Regions from separate parts of the Mus musculus genome. Here regions 2 and 3 are each linked to region 1. A link is a contact called in public Hi-C data. All regions are on one chromosome and are shown on one strand. The core of a region is the stretch at or near the end of the contact, and the rest is flanking DNA. Distances in the headings are between cores, read along the strand shown. Region 1 has its middle 38 kb from the start of Tprg. Region 2 has its middle 28 kb from the start of Rtp2. Region 3 has its middle 23 kb from the start of Gm32126.

Region 1 (3,618 bases), core at 822-3,321:
CAAGTATAGATGAATGGAATGTCTCTTTCTGCATTAAGAAACAGTTTATAGATTAGTATGTGAACTGTTTAGGATACACCCCTAATGCTGATAAACATACCAACTTCATTACACGAACACCATAAAAATCTCAAAGGGTTTAATTCTAGCTACAATAGTCTTTTAATGAGGTTGGGGCTTGAACCCTGCATTTAAGCACTATCATTAAATGCCCCGAGTAGTCATTTATACTCTGATATAATGCAGGCGGTGGCTTGAGTTTGAGGAACAGGAAGGGATTCAGGAGCCTGCATTTGAGAGAAGAGGACGTTGAGACTCAGCGGCATACAGCACTTTTAGTAAGGATGCTGGATACTGAGCAGAGGATTTGAAGCTCCAGCGGACCTAACGTGTCTGACTCTGGAGGGTTTCCACTTTCCCTTTTGCCACTTCCGCAGTTGCTGCAATTCCTGAAATGCTCCACATCTGCAAGCAGAGTAACCATCTATCCCATGTTGCCCAAGCCTTTCAAATTCTTCACTTTGTTGCAGTGCAATAATTAAAATGTGACAATAACACCCTCAGCTAGTTCATCGGTTTTGTCTTTTGTTTTTGTTTTTTCCTTTTTTATTTATTTACTTATTTTGTGGTAGCTGAGGAGAAGGATCTCAGGGACCCTCCAACACGATCGATCTTAACCCTGAAGGTGACAAAAGGGCAGCTGTTGATAAGCCATGTCTACTCTATAAAAGATTACATTTAAAGTTCAGGGCTTTCTACTGGGGAATTTCATGTGTGTGGCTGTGCATGTATACATTTTATTTTTCAATGATCTGGAGATCTCTTATAACACAATTACAAATTATTGTAATTTGATTCTAACTAAATATAGGTGTAGCAAATAGGGATCTTTGGTTTACAAATTATTTTCTTTCTGTGTAAAAAATATATGTGTGCATTCTGAATGGTCTACAGTGAGCTTGTGCAAAATTTGTACCAAAGGATAATCTTTAATATTAGAGTTGAGAAGTGTCAGCTGAATTCTATTTTGAAGAAAATAAGGTGTCATAGTTGGGATACAATAATTCTCCCAAGCAGAACAAAGTCCTTATAGCTAAAATGTTCTTGGTGATTCTGGTTTCTCCTTCAAACTTCATGTAAGTGTGAATTAACTCTACTGTAGAGAATGGTCTGAAAATGAAGGTCTAGAGGAGAGGAGGTAGGTGTGGCGCCTCTGAGGTGGTACACTTTCAGATCACTCATGGCTCTTAAGAGTGTTCTGTATCGTGTCCAAGTCTAACAGTAAGACAGCTCTTAAAAAAATAGGTCAGTTTTGTGCTTGTCTTTCATTTTACCTGCTCTGGTCCATGGTCCCTCTAGCCAGTGACATTCCTGAGCAGAAGAGAAGAGAGTGCATAGCAGTGCCATAAAATGACCCAGGAAGTTTGTACACTGTGGACAGTCAACCTCGAGCTGATCGATGTTCAGTGCAAGCCCTTCAGTGAGACACTGTTGTGTTGTGACTACTCTTGTGACTTGTGACAAGTTGCCTTCTCCTCTTTAATTTCCATTTCTCCAAGTGCAACGTGGAATTTCCATCATATGCCCCATGGTTCTCCGTGGTTCTGGTGGGATTTGAGGAGCGTGAATTACAAACTGGTATCCCGGAGCCATCCAGTCTAACGCAAGCTTTACTTTGCTCTGGGAGTAAACCTTAAGAAAAGGTCAGTTTTGCAGACGTCTTGAGGTTGTGTTCCAACGTCCTCGTTAAATAACCGAAGTCCAGACTGGCAGGCCCAGGGGAATATTTAATCAAGTAAAAAAAAAAAAGGCCAAGTCATTACTGGAACTCCGTCATCAGACCTGTAAACACAAGCATTTATTTGTGGGTGTCATGAGAAAGTGTGTTCACTTGTAATACTCTCTCCTGTACAGGTTCTACTTGTCAAATGTGTATGACTCTTCTGATAATTCAGAAGAGTGGAGAGAGCAAGACGAAAGGAAAGAGAGAAAATTACAACTGTAAACAGACTCTGGACAGCGAAGGATCAAAACAGCCTCTGGCTTGACTGGATGAGTCATAGCTATAGTCAGACCACAAATAGAAGCATAGCTTCTCTGTTGAAGGGCAGTCTTCCTGTCTGGAGAGGAAACCCAGCTCTGATTGGAGATAGTAGTTTTTGCAGACTTCAAAGCATCGCAAGCAACTGAACAGACAAGAGAAAGGGTTGGTAAACAGCGTTCCAGGTGCTACTCTGGAGAACCAGCCGCACAGCTCTGATTTGAAGCTATGTAGACATACTTTCATCGGAAGCCAAAAGCTGGTGGTTTGTTTGTATGCTTGGTTTGTTTTTTTCTTCTGCTTCTTTCTATAGTATTACTCCCTTCTAGCATCTGCATCTAATTTCATCTCAAGTAATGCAAGTTGTTCCTCCAGGCTCACACTCCAGGGCACAGAGAGAGATTGGCAAAGGGCCATCTAAGGAGGTAGGAGGAAGGCAAGGGCACGTGTTTTGAAACTACGAGGAAGGTGATGCTTTCAACAGGGCAAGTCTGAGACTGAGAGGGTGTGGCAGAACAGAGGAACATTCTAGTGGTTCCTACTAGGTAGACAAGCCAGTTTGGCCTCCTGAATTTAGACTTTAACACTGAGTCTGGGTATAGCTTAAAATTTAGTGTATATGTGAGGAAGAAGAACATGGAAAATTGGAATGAACGAATGGGACCCGGTGTCGGAGCCTGAGTGCCATTAAAGGTCTGGACTCTGTATGCTGTGGAAACAGGGAGGCAAGAAACAGAGACTACGGAAAGATGGGAACTCCAACCATGGGAGGTAGAATGAAGCAAGCTCAGGAAGGCCAACTACATCTGCTGTCACTTGGATGCTTGTCCAGCACAACGTAAGCCCCTGAACTTAGAAAGCACATAGGAGAGACGATGACATCGATAGATCTAATCGCTGGAGGATAGCAACATAAAATGTTTTTTACCAGTACATGTTTTGGTGTGTGTTAAGGTCATTGAGCTGAGTAGATGGGACCTGGAAAACTATATAGTCAGGTGATTGAAAATGACAAATGCATAATTTCCATTTGATAGACATAGGGGACAGGCAGTGAGGGAAAAGTTACCTGCACCATGTGTTTGACATTGGTGGTTTTGACTGACACAGGTTCACTACTTGCTCCACATTTCCTTTCCAACCTACGCTAGTAGCTTTTCTATCTGCTGTGATAAAATTCCCAGCTAAAGTGACCTACAGAGGAAGTATGAATTTAGACCTAAAGTTCCAGAGTACACAGGCCATGGTGGCAGGGTAGGTGCAGGAGGCGATGCGTCCTATTACATCTGTAATCAGGAAGCAGGCATAATGAAAGATGTTCAACCTCACTTTCTCATTTCATTCAAATCGAAACCCCAGCCCATAGAATCATACCTTCCACTTTCAGGGTGTCTTTTTCCACCTCAATGAACCAAATCTAGACTTATTTAAAGGATCGTTTCCATACCGACTCAAGTTCTGGTCGAATTGACATTTGGTGTTAGCTATCACACAGCTTTGATTTCACCCTGAGTCTTGGCCCTTGGGATCCCTGCAACACTGAACTTCTGTCAGGCAGCTGTGCCCTGGCTTCCTGT
Region 2 (3,618 bases), core at 698-3,197, 1.3 Mb before region 1:
TCATAGTTTGAGATTTTTATCTGGAGTGTCTGAGAACATGCCACTGTTTCCAAACAGATTTGTTACATAGCAATTAGTGTCACGCTTTTCTTATTGTTGTGACAAGCATACCTAATAAGTTACTTAGGGGAGGAAGGGGTTAGTTAGTTAGATAGTTAGTTAGTTGGTTAGTTAGGTCGCTAGTTAGTTAATTAGTTGATCTAGAACTCCAGCCACTCACATTTCGAGTGAGTCTTCCTGTCTCAATTAACATAATTTAGCTAATTCCTCATAGACTCTCCTAGAAATTTGTCTCCTGGGTGGTTCTAGCTATTGTCAAGTTGATAATCAATAGTAGCTATTTCAGGTCCACCCCTCAACAACTTGACACCCAAGCATGTCATGTGGAAGCCCTACCCTTCCATTTCTTGTCCCCGAAGGCTCAAGGGCATTTCCTAGGGCAAAAGGCATTCTGTTCAACTTTAAGTCCCCATAGCCTTTAGCAGTTCCAACACTGTTTGAAAGTCCAAAGCTCGAGTCTCTTCTGAGATTTAAGGCAATCTCTTAGCTGTAAGTTCTACTTTAGAGAAATCCTATTTGCATAGTTCTGATAGATAACGAATGCACAGAGTAAGCATTCCCGTTCCGAGATGGAGAAATGAGGATGTCACAAAGTTGTACCAGACCACACCAAAATGTCCTGAAGCTCTCTCTATGTTCAGGATTGAAAGCTTGCGATAACATCATCTGCACAGAAAGGAGCTGAGCACGGTCACAGCAAGGACCACTTCTTGACACCACTATTCTGTAGTAGCTACTTTTCTCCTTGCTGTGACCCAATCTTCAACAAAAGGAAAGATAAAGAGAGGTAAGTTTATTTCAGGTCACAGTTCAAGGGAGTATAAACTGTCAAGGTGGTGAAGGCATGGTGGCTGGAGAATAAGGTATCGAACCATATTGTATCCCGCTAGGATATAAAGATATATGAGAGCTGGTTGCCCAGTTGACTTTCTCCTTGTGTGTGTGTGTGTGAGAGAGAGAGAGAGAGATGCTCCTAGGGACTGAACCCAGGCCTTCAGCATCAGACCACAGTTCATGGAATGGTGTCATTACATTTAGGGTAGGTATTCCCACCTCTGTTAAACAAATCTAGAAATTTCCTCGCAAACATGCCCAGAGGTTTGTCTCTTAGGTGAGTCTAAACACTGTCACATCGAAGTAAATATTGATTAGTACAAGATCATTGAGACCCACAGGCATTACCCAACGTGACTGTTGTGCCCTTGGATTTTCATTATGGTTTTCCCTTAGCCTTAAATTTTTCTTCTATATAATAGTTCTGCACATTTGTTGGATATATGAGTGCTTTTGCCATTAAAGGCTTTTAATAATCAAATCTACAAGTCCCCTATCTTGTGTATCATGTCTTTACAGTAAAATTATGCAACATACTTTCTTTTACCTAATTTTTGAAATAGTTGATACAATATTGTTAATAATAGTTATTGTTGTGGGCACTAGAACACCACACATCATTCTCTTTTTTTGAAAAGCAGTCTCATGAAATGGTTCCAACACATTTAGGGCAGATCTCCCACCTCAATTAACCAAAAGTCCCCCATAAACATGCTCGGGGTCTGTGAGACTAGATCTTGTCACATTGTGCCTGTTGGGCCCGCTTGCCTAACAGCGTGAGCTCCGGGTTCTGTAGAAGCCATTCAACTGCACACAGTAGGCCCCTCCTTTGTATACCACGTTTTCGTTATCCATTCATGCGTTGGTAGATACTAGGTCGTTTCTACTTCTTCCTTTCTGTGATTTGTGCTGCACTGGGTACGGGGTGCTAGGCTACCATTGTGTTCCCTCTGGATGAGTATCTCTAGCCATCAGAATGTCAGATCATCCGCTAACTTGTGTTTCTAATTTTTGAGGAACTTTCGTACTGCTTTCCATAATGGCATTACTAATTTACATTACCAAGAATAGTGTGTAGAGTTCCCCTTTCTCCTAGTACTTGCCCCTTTGGTAACAACTGTTCTAGTAAAGTAAAAGCTCACTGTGATGCTAATTGCATTTCCCTGATGAGTGACAGAACTGAGAGCTTCTTTCATATTTCCCTTGACCATTTAAATGTCTGGATAAATGTCCATTCATGTTTATAAAATTTTTAGAAATATATTCATTTGTTTTATTTATATAAGTACTCTGTAGCTATCTTCAGACAAACCAGAAGAGGGCAACAGATCCCATTACAGATAGCTCTGTGCCATCATGTGGTTGCTGGAAATTGAACTCAGGACCTCTGGAAGAGCAGTCAGTGCTCTTAACTGCTGAGCCATCTCTCTCCAGCCCATTTATACCATTTTTATATCACCATCACCACCACCACCACTGTCACCATCATCCATGCAGTAGCAGCAGCAGCAGCAGCAGCAGCAGCAGCATATCTGTGTTTGCAGGCACATAGGCCACAGTGTGCCTGTAACGATCAGAGCACAGCTCTGTGGACTGGGTTCTCTCCCTTCATCTTTAAATTAATTCCTGGGATGAAACTCAGGTCGCCAGGCTCGTGTGGCAAATGCCTTCACTCACTGAGCTGTCTCACCAGCTCCTGCATCGATTTTGACTCTAATTGTTTCTCACTACTGAGCAGCTTGAACCTCATATATAATCCAGGCACTAACCCTTTGCGGAAGCTTTTTGGTTAGTGTGGTATAAAGAGGTTGGTTACACATGTACACGAGAGTGTGCACGTGCACATGTACACATGAGAAAAAGAGAGAGACAAAGACGATGTTTTCATAAGCCAGAAGAGAATCAAAGATGGTCAGACAGCCATCAGAGGCTATAAGTGAAGCTTGGAACAGACTCTCACACAACTCAGGAGAATCCACCCTGCTGGCATCTGGTCTCAGAAAGCCAGCCTCCAGGACTTGCACGAAGCCCTTCAGATTGTCTTACTTTGATACAGCAGCCTGGACAAACTTCAGAGATGGTGACATTGAGCAAGATAGCTCTTTCCAAACAGATGAGGCCATTCCATGGAGAAGCCCGGGGCTCTTGAAACCTTCAGGATACTGATCTCTGGCTTAACTGCTCAGCAAAGCTGGCCACCACATAGTGAGTGTCCTGAGAGAGTGATGTGTCATTCCACCTATGTCCTTCTCAAGGCCCCAGGATTCCTACGATCATCATTTATTGGCAATCATTTTAATGCCTTTTGGTATTTTTTTCTACATTGTTCATGTTATAGTTTTCAAACTTAACTGAAAATGTTCTGAGGGCCTGGTTCATACTCTGGAATTAAGTGATCTCTCTGATCAAAGTTCTTGCAGTGACACTTGATGTGATGTCTTCCTGTTCTTGGTTTGGTTTTCTTGACTATGTGAAATTATTATAGTCCCTAAAGAGTCTCATTTACCATCGTCAATGATTCTGACTCTGTATGTGCTTGCTACCTAACCAAACCTGCCTGCTTAGGATATAAAGACAGCAGCTTTGTATGATGTCACACAATTTATATGTCACACACTTTGCATGATGTCACGCACTTTGTATGATGTCACACACTTTGTATGATGTCACACTCTTTATGATGTCACACACTTAGAATCTCAGCCATGGGGAGGCTGAGACAAG
Region 3 (3,618 bases), core at 288-2,787, 1.1 Mb before region 1:
CTGAACAGGGAGATAGCAGGCATTCACAGCCCTGGAGGTTAGGTCCTGAGCAACTCCGAGGCCATCATTTAGCCTATCACAGGTGACAAGGTGACAGGTGGATGGTGGCAGTTGTTTTGTACAGGCAAGTGCACTGCTGGTTGTGTGTTGCCTGTTGAAAGTCACTCTCCTCTGCCACCTGACATGCAAGACCAAAATAGAAGCCCTGTGTTCTGATTCAAAATTAAATGCTCTTTCAGGCACAGCACACATTGCCTCTCAGCACTGGCATTCACTCTTGCAGACAGCCCATTCTTGTATAGATAGTAATTAATATTTGCATAATGCTTTAGAGTTTACAGTGTCCCTTTTTATTTACATGAAATCATCAAACCCCTACAATAACCTTCTGAGATGGTTATTATTAACACAGTTTTACATATGAAGACACTAAAGCTCCGAGGAGTGAAATGGTTTGTCCGAGGTCACCCAGCTGGTAAGGGCGAGACCACAATGCAAAACTCGGAACTCACACTATGCTCAGTTCTAACTAATGAATCTGTACTTGGCTCACTTCACTAGATGTGTTAGTTACCTTTTGGCAAATACTCAAATGTTGACTTGGATCTCAGACATGTTTTGGGAGAAAATGAATTTATAAGTTTCTTAGTACTTTGTAGTATACAGAATGACTTGTGACACCTAACCATCATCTCTATGATCATCATCATCTCACCATTATCACTACCACCACCACCACCATCTGTTCTGGAGACCAAGAAAATTCAATAGGTGAAAACTCTACTTCTTTTTATAATATTGTGCCTGCTGTGTTGTAGTTCTTAGGAACAATGATGTTATAACATATCTCGGGGATCTATGGTTTATTGGTCACTGTTGACATAGCCAAACTCCTGTGCCCTCGCAGATAAACAAGGTGGCTCACTGTTTGGTGAAGCAGGAGTCCTTAGTCACATAACTTCATAGTGATGCTTGCTACCATTTTATTCCCTTGTAGAAACCTACCACTTGCTAGGTATATCAAGTCCAACTACTTGGATGAAGAGGGAGGAATTAAGGTGGACAAAATGAAGGACAGTGGGGACAGTAGGCTGGGGTCAAGTCGTGTGTGCCCTTTTTCAGGTGGAACTCCACTTCACCACCCCTCCTCCTCTTCAGCGCACCCCTTCCACCTTTTTTTTTTTTTTTTTTTTTTTTTAGAATAGCCACCAACATCTGTAATTTGCAACCTCAAAACAAAACTAGAGGTTCACTGGGAGGACTAGCCAAGCTGGCCTCCACATGTGGCGGAGCAGTCAGCCGGCCCCCACTTCATTTGAGTGAGACCGCCAAAAGCCTTCACGTGGCGCCTTGGCCACAGAAGTATAATTAGCAAGTGCTCCCTGCCCCTCACAATGGCCACCTTCACTGGGCCAGGCAAAGGTGACAGATGGCAGGCAGGTGCATTCAAATGGCCTTGGTTTGACCAAGGGAAATGAAGTACTAAAACCTAACTCAGTCCCACAATGAGTCAGAATGGGGGTGGGGAAGGCTCTCAAAGTCCTCTGGCCCCTGTTCTTAGGAGAGCCTGTTGCTTCTGGTTGTTGCCTTAGGACTCATGGTTCTAGAGCTCTATTCCTATGAGACAGCCACTAAATTGTTTTTGGCCCTTACTAACAATTCTTCTTGCTTTCAAACTCAGCTGTTTAAGTGTACAGGTTCCGGCCATCTAAAACTGTCCCTAGCCTCGATAACCCTTGCTTCTGCATATTCAGACCCCACCAGTACTTCATGTTCCAATTAAGCTCTTCTTAGAAGCCTTTCCCTAGCCCAGTGAGGTGGCACATGCTGGCAGTTCTTATCTTTGGAAGACCAAGGTGAGAGGATGGCTGTTAGCTAAGGACCAGGCTGGTCTATGGAGTGAGACCTTACCTAAAGCACAGCAACAAAAAGAAGCCCCTAGCTAAACTGAGCAATTCCTAGCTCCCTAGGCACCCTCTTACCCTTTCCCTCTCGGTTCTAATGTATAGCAATTTGAAAATGAAAATAGTTTCTCACCTAAATGTTGAGTGCCCTGCTAAGCACTTTCACACTTGTTGGTTTAATTTGCTGTGTCACTCCCTGACATTAGACCAAAAAAAAAAAAAAAAAAAAAAAAAAAAAAGCCCGGAAGACAGAGACAGTGATTCATTGCTCTGTCCCCTGCCAAAGCAGAAGTGTGTTCTCCATAAATTGTCCCTGGGTTAACAATTTCAGAAAACTATTTGAAAAAAAAAATCTTAGACTGGTAAAGAATTTAAAGTTAGCCAGGACTGGTCGTAGCCAGGAGTGGTCTCCCTTGGCTTCTACTCTGCTTCACTGGGCTCAGGATACCCTGCACATACTCCATACACCAGTGCAGCCCTTTCTGTGACTCCTCTATGGTCTCTGGGGACCTCCTCGTTGCCAAATCAAACTACCTTTTTGCAGTCTTCCTCATTCTCAGATCCGCAGTAGTATTTTCATTTTAAAAGAAAATTAACTGCTTCATCAATTCTTTTCAGTGATCTGGGGACCAAATCCAGGGACTTATTCTTGCTATGCAAGCACCCAACCACCTCAAACTCATAGCACTTTAAAAAAATCTCTCCTGGACCCCCACTGCCCATCTCCTGATGTGAGCACATCCCTATGAGATTCTTCAAAAATCCACTTTGAGTTTCTGTCTGTATCTCCTTCCTAAATACGCTTCGAAGCCTGGTGTGTCCCAAATCTCTGCCTCTGGCTCCTAGTTCCCTCCCATACAGTACCACCGCCTTCCCAAACACCAACTACAGCTCCAGGACAGTGCTTCCTGCTGGCATCTTAAAGCCTGCTCAAAGGGCAGTTCTCTTTTCTATTCCTTCCTCCCTGTTGCTGAATCTGGTCTTGGTAATTCCTGTCTGGCCTTGATTAGGGGCTTTGCATGGACTCCAGTGAGGAAGTTCAGAAGCACTCTTTCAAGACTGGATTGCCACATGCCGATCACCTGCTGGGAGTTTAACTCTGGAAGTTAATATTTCAGCCATGCTGTCCCTTCCTCCACCCATGGTGCCCTGGCTCAAGCCCTCATCTCCTCTAGCTGCAGCATCTAGTCTGTACATTCCTTTATGTAGCCCTTTAGAGAGTAAACATAATCAAGGCTCGCTCTTGCCTTGTAATTCCTCTTCAGATGCACTGCCTGCAAGACTGAGGTGAGATGCTCTGGCAGGGCACACACCCCTCCTGACATTCTGAGCTAATTTCATCTCTGTCCCTGCCACCTCAGGCTGTCACTTGGCGTGCTCTTAAACCAACATGCCATTTTCTTCCACAATTTGGGAGCAGGAAGGATTTGCACATGTCTCTACCTTTTCCTGGCAAGTGCTTCTACCTTGTCATTGCCAGCTCAGTTGTATTCAAGACCTCGGTGCCACTTCATGACTCTCAAGGGGTTGCCCCCTTGTTTTTCCAGCCAGCCAGAACTGTGTAGCCTGCCTCAGTCTCTCACGGCAATAGTTTGTACTTCTGTAACATCACACTTTACTATAATTTTTTCATATGTCCGTCACTCCATGTGCTTTATGATTCTGGGGGGTTCTTTCAGCTGCTTGTTGGGTCTTTCGGAGGGTAGTCATGGTA

What was found. Hi-C and Micro-C count contacts between places; a contact is called where the count stands out from the background.
Region 2: a contact with region 1 is called in a Hi-C map of bone marrow-derived macrophages, with 15 read pairs. The contact joins two enhancer-like sites. A contact is called at or near these places in 1 of 15 datasets of contacts at CTCF or cohesin (the NIH/3T3 cell line), 8 of 484 Hi-C or Micro-C datasets (CD4 T cells, CD4 single positive thymocytes, bone marrow-derived macrophages and 5 more) and 1 of 115 datasets of contacts at active chromatin or transcription factors (the 230-238 cell line).
Region 3: a Hi-C map of bone marrow-derived macrophages shows a contact between it and region 1, with 10 read pairs. The contact joins two enhancer-like sites. A contact is called at or near these places in 1 of 484 Hi-C or Micro-C datasets (bone marrow-derived macrophages) and 1 of 115 datasets of contacts at active chromatin or transcription factors (large pre-B cells).

The regions. Positions count from the first base shown.
Region 1 is chr16:25,246,915-25,250,532 of GRCm38.p6, forward strand. No RefSeq gene overlaps it. Among named protein-coding and RNA genes, the nearest start is that of Tprg, 38 kb to the right of the region's middle. Within about 2 kb of position 2,072, at least 72 of the 459 cell types and tissues checked have an H3K27ac peak or open chromatin away from gene starts, as enhancers often do. A contact at or near this core is called in bone marrow-derived macrophages, where this site is marked.
Region 2 is chr16:23,956,919-23,960,536 of GRCm38.p6, forward strand. No RefSeq gene overlaps it. Among named protein-coding and RNA genes, the nearest start is that of Rtp2, 28 kb to the left of the region's middle. Within about 2 kb of position 1,948, at least 3 of the 459 cell types and tissues checked have an H3K27ac peak or open chromatin away from gene starts, as enhancers often do. A contact at or near this core is called in bone marrow-derived macrophages, where this site is marked.
Region 3 is chr16:24,134,569-24,138,186 of GRCm38.p6, forward strand. No RefSeq gene overlaps it. Among named protein-coding and RNA genes, the nearest start is that of Gm32126, 23 kb to the right of the region's middle. Within about 2 kb of position 1,538, at least 77 of the 459 cell types and tissues checked have an H3K27ac peak or open chromatin away from gene starts, as enhancers often do. A contact at or near this core is called in bone marrow-derived macrophages, where this site is marked.